Regions from separate parts of the Anas platyrhynchos genome. Here region 1 is linked to region 2. The links are chromatin contacts, called in public Hi-C maps. All regions are on one chromosome and are shown on one strand. The core of a region is the stretch at or near the end of the contact, and the rest is flanking DNA. Distances in the headings are between cores, read along the strand shown.

Region 1 (2,700 bases), core at 104-2,603, 70 kb before region 2:
ACTTTGTTCAAAAGGCAACCAAAGCATTCAACATTTATTCACGTACTATTGGGGGTTTCTGTGAAAGGGTGCTTCCATGGATCTGCCCTAGTTGCCAGAGAAGTGGCTACGGTGAGTGCAGCTCCTTTGCTTTGCCTGGAAATTCCATACCTTGCACGAGAACTACCTGAAAAGGGCACATTCCTACAAAATACCTTATAAAATCAGCCTTATCTGGTCAGAAGTTTCTGACCAGCTGTCATCAGAAGCCAGTGACCCAACAAAATGACTAACAGGAGGTTCAAGTACGCTGGTACCAGCATCCATCAGGACGTGGCTGGGATATGCATCCCTCTGCCCACACTGATGGCCCTACAGCATCCCATCACAAGCAAAACCTGCAAAGCCATTGGGAGACCAATGGAATAAGAAATAACATCAGTTGTACTTGCTAGCCCAGTTGCCTTTTCCAAAATTCAAAGGACCAAGCTGACGTACATCCCGTTCTGAAATGTTTCCACATAACGGCCACCAGTTTGCTCCCAGGCTCCTGTTACACGCCTTCATTTGTTACACGAGGATCCACAGATAGCAAAGCAGAGCTAAAATGCTCCTTTTTCCCCAGTGCAGTTTAATGGCAAAGCTAATATCAGTATCAAGGGCAGAGGAAATTTGAAGCAAGGAAGGAAGATGGAAGGCCACACTCTGCTCTAAAAGCCTGCCAGGATCTACCCCTCCCTTCGAAGAGCAGAAGGAACAGAAAAGTCTCCCTGCTCAGATCGTCAGCAACCTTCCCCTGCTTTCCATCTCAATTTATTAATGGCTGTTTACGTGGTCTTGGACCAGCGCTGCCCTTGTGCTTAAATATCACAGAAGGGGAAGAGCCCTTTACTTCCAGTGCATTCCAAGGCATCAATCACAGCAGCTCCTGGCCTCCTGGTGAACCAACAGGCCAGACTGCCAGTCCTCTCTGGGTCAGGCTCCCCATTCATTCTCTGCACCTGCTCTGCCTCAAATTCCTCTCTGTCAGTTACTCTATGTATACAAACACAACATTTTATTAGTGCCTTGGACAATAGCATTTATGCTCTCTCTTCCATTACCAAGACTGATTGTACATACTACATTTGCCCTACTCACAGTTGTGTTATGTTATGTTAGTTGTTATGTTAACAATTTGGTCACCCTATGATTAGTCACAACATCCCCATAACCCTCCCATTTTGTTCAACGAGCTTGTAATTACAGCAGAAGTATTTTATTCTCCAAGTACATGATTTTGCAGTTTTTGCAATGAGGCTCATCCTGGTTCTCTTACTGAAGCTTTCAAGGACGCCTAGTTCTAGCTGCATATCTTCAGCCTCCCAACTTTACGTCATCATCAGGGTTTTTAGTGTACTCTTTGTGCCAGAATTGCTTACAAAAGCATGAAGCAAGCTTAATACCAAACATCATTCTCGAGAAACATCACTGGTCACTTCCTCCTGGTGCAGTTCAGAAGCTATCCATCCACTGCAGCACTGCTTACTCTTCAGCAGCCCACTCAGTAGTCTGTGAGTCTATTTGTGGCTTTTCTACCTTTATTAATGGTTTTCCTATACGACATGGGATTAAATTCTTTATGGTCTGGCTAGATCAGAACTACCACGCCTCACCTTCACACAAACAACCCACGCTGCTACAGGGATGAGCCTCAAGGTCACGGTGCCGGAGGTGAACGAAGGACACCCGCATCAACAAACAGGCAGAAGCCACTGCATCCCTTTGTTTGTTCCATGTTTGCATAGCTCTTTCTGTAAATATTGCAGTAACACTGAAAACTGTTGACTCCTGCAGATCAAGATAGACTCTCCTAAAGCAAGCAGACAAAATCAGCCCCTGACTCAGGGACCACCACGTAGCCTTGGGGGGTGCAGGGAATGGCAGGGGCTGATGTCTTAGCGGAAGAGGCAGACCCTGTGACCAGCACAGTCCTGAAGGAAAACACAAACTGCCTTTTCCAACTCAGGCAAGCTCACAAAAGACTAAAAATCCCCCCAAGGATGCCCTCAGCCTCCCCCAGTTTCCAGGGAGCATGTTCATTCTGCACTGTGCAGCAGGATGCTGCACGCACACGGCACCATCTGTACTTCATCTCTCCCGTTATACACCTAGCTGCAGACTCATCAGCAGCTGCTTGTATTTTCTCACTTTTTCCCTTGTAATCTATTCATGCCTTTTATTTAGATTCCAGCCTCTTGGGAGCTGCAAAATCAGATATCTTTGTTCAAGTAAGGCATGTTTAACAAAAAACAGAATGTGTGCAAATCCCCTTCTCCAAGTGCTTCAGACCAAATGCAATCAAAGAGGGTGACAGCACATACGCACACTTCCCGACAGTTACATAAACTCAGCTGTTAAAATTACATGCCATTATATAACAGGTGAAAACAGGGACTACAAACCTGACATCGCAGCGAGCAGCGCATGCTGACAGAGCCTTAAATGCTGGCATTTAGGAAAAGCTGTGCTATGGCATAAGCAGCCAAAATCTGACACTCCACTAGAATAAGGAAAGCTTTGCTTTTCTAGCGTTTTTGTGTGTTAAGTGAGCCAACATACTAGCAAGAAATAACGTTCAGATAGCTGCCTGCCTAAGGACAGAACACCTTCTTGTGAGCTTATATCAAAATAGGATCCACCTGTGGGACTGTATGGAAAACAGGCAGCCAGTTGCTACAG
Region 2 (2,700 bases), core at 53-2,552:
TAGTTCTAATATCTTTTTCTAATGCTGGCATTACACTAGTATTTTCTAACAGTTCCAATTTTCTAAAGCTTTTTTGACAAGGTTTTACTTCTGTTTTTCTATTATCAGTTCATTAAATTTCTCAGCACTGATCAAATTTTTTAAGTGTGTGTGTGTATATGTAAGTATGTTTGAAATGTATATATACTAGATACTTTGAACATTAACCCAACCCAGGTTTCTGTTTGTCAGATAATCTTTTAATAATTACCTTTTCTTGCAATAATCCACTGGAAAACACAAGCTTTTGTATGATTTAGTGTGTTTGGTTAGTGTTCGTTAAGGATTTTTTGATTAGAATATTTGTAAACAATAAGCCACCAGCTATAGAAGTTCACTAAAAGGCTAAACAAAGTTGCTTGTTTTTAACAACATTTGGTACCTCTCTAGCTCCAGAAATCAAAATCATGTCTATTCCAGATGATAAGATTTCAGTAGAGCATTTAAAACCTTTTTCAGCTCTACAGTTGCATGCACTAATGGAGGGCACCATAGTTTCGGGGTATGTCGTTTGTTGTTTTTTTTTTTTTTGTAGGCAATGTGCAGGTCTGTTAAAACAGGTTTACCCTTTACAAGGTTTGCCTTTTTGTTTTAATTTTATACTAGAAGTGGTTTCAGCATGACTAAAGACCGCACTTTACGTCTTGTAATAGACAAACGTATGCAATGATGAGTAAAGCTGTGTGTTAACATACAATTCTCTGGGTTGTTTAAATTATGCAAAAATATGTATTTTAAAAGCCAGATGGAGCAAAGTTAGGTAGCTGATCCACTCTCACAAAAGCAGTAAGAATATCACTTCAAAGCATTTCTAGCTAAGGAACATGAGAATAACGTTAGTGGGTGCAATATTGCTTGAATGCTATAGGGAATTATCAAGCACTTGTAATCCAAAGCATGTTAGTCATGTTACTTAGAACTTGAATTCACTGGTAACTTATGTATGATGTACACTTGGCATCTGTGAGGATGCTGCCCTAGTGGCAGTTGTGACTGTACACAGTGTTGTTTAGAACCCAATTAAATGAGGACACTCTGGAAGTGTCATTCATTTGTCAGAATAGAGAATCTATGTAACTTTGTATTTATCTCAATAAATTCTGTGACTGTTTTATAAATCAATGTGTAGTAACTGGCTTTTGTTACAAGTGGGGTGTGAATGTATTCTTTTGGTTAGTGAAACTTCTCCCTAGCAAAATTAACTGCTTTCCTACACCAGGGTTGAGCGTGGAATTCATCATGCTGATGATGTGAGGGGGAGACTGGATGAGGGAATGAGTAATCAACACCTGGCTGGTTGTTTTTTCCTCTCATATCGGAGTCTTCTGTTTCTTCTGCTGCTGCAGTTGTCCTTTTGTTCCTTTCAGACATTGACTGGCTGCTCCACCCTGTGCTCTACAACTTCTGCCAAGTGCTGCAAAAGAATAATGACCTTCCTTTCTTTTTCTTTGCATGATGCAAAAGTGGGGGGAATAAACAGCCCCTCTCCCCCACCTCCTAGTAAAGCCTACCCACACACTTTGAGGTAGGACACAAGACCCTGGTGAATAAACTGGAAACACAAATGGAACAGCCATGTGCTCTTTTTATGACACATCAAACTAAACACGTTTATCGTGACCTAAACCTGAACAAAGAAAACAGGAACATAAAATATGGACAGCTTGGGTATTTACTGGAGTTACTGTCTTGTTTGTCTACTGCTTTCCTTTCAAGTGCCTGAAAGGGACCTGCAAGGTATGGCTACCTGAAAGGAGGCTGCAGCAAGGTGGGTTTTGGTCTCTTGTCTCATGTGACAAGCGGTAGGATGCAAGGAAACAGCCTCAAGATGCAGCAGGGAAGGTCAAATTAAATGTCAGAAAGAATTTATTCATTGAAAGCGTGGCCAGGTATTGGAATGGGCTGCCCAGGGAGGTGGTGGGGTCACCATTCCTAGAGGTATTTAAGAGATGCATGGATGTGACACCTGGGGACACGGTTTAGTGGTGGACTTGTAGTGGTAGGTGATGGTTGGATTTGATCATCTTGCGGTTCTGTTCTAACCTAAATGATTCTGTGATTCTAAGTAAGCTTGTGTCATCCCAGTGAAAATCAAGAAGTGGTCAAGAACAAAGAAATCCTCTGTAATCATCCTGGTGCGTTACTTTGTCATGTTCCCGGCTGTGTTCATACAGGCTCTTCCATCACACAGGCAGGTTGTTCTTCTGTGATGTCACTTGGTGCTGCTTGGATACTGTACTGTGCTAATGGTGTACAGGGGTCTACCCTCAATGGCATGGAGGGTTCTGATGATAAGGGGAATGTCCAGGGAAGGGAGGGATCACGACTGGATGTAGACTCTGTCCTTGTAACGACAGCAAGCTTTTTGTAAGAGGGAAGTCTTATAAACTTCTAGTCACAAACAACTTGATGACCATGTCTTCCTTGCCTCCAAGGACTTTCGGTGTCCGCCTTTGTCTGGCAGAAACTAATGAAATGTTTTCCCTGCCTCAGTGCCAGAATGACTTGACTCTGAAGAAGCTTAAGTCCCATTTAGAATTACTGACTGGGATCCCCCTTCATTTCCAGCGGCTTCAATACCTGGATGAAAGTGAGAACGCGTAACCTTTGGGGTTTGTGGAGGTTTTTCATTGTGTCTCTACCTGCTAGTTACACCTATGT

Evidence for each region. Hi-C and Micro-C count contacts between places; a contact is called where the count stands out from the background.
Region 1: a Hi-C map of skeletal muscle shows a contact between it and region 2, with 2.2 times the contacts expected there. The contact joins the enhancer-like site here to the promoter of ANKRD60 in region 2. A contact is called at or near these places in 2 of 8 Hi-C or Micro-C datasets (liver and skeletal muscle).

Annotation. Positions count from the first base shown.
Region 1 is chr21:13,307,069-13,309,768 of IASCAAS_PekinDuck_T2T, reverse strand. The region is part of intron 2 of VAPB (VAMP associated protein B and C); the gene reads right to left. Among named protein-coding and RNA genes, the nearest start is that of VAPB, 20 kb to the right of the region's middle. Within about 2 kb of position 1,353, at least 4 of the 8 cell types and tissues checked have an H3K27ac peak or open chromatin away from gene starts, as enhancers often do.
Region 2 is chr21:13,236,818-13,239,517 of IASCAAS_PekinDuck_T2T, reverse strand. It overlaps ANKRD60 (ankyrin repeat domain 60), which reads left to right and starts at 1,302. Exons shown (of 5, transcript XM_072026311.1): 1 at 1,302-2,629. The coding sequence starts at 2,449. LOC101805171 (serine/threonine-protein phosphatase 4 regulatory subunit 1) reads left to right here. Exons shown (of 19, transcript XM_027473094.3): 19 at 1-1,161.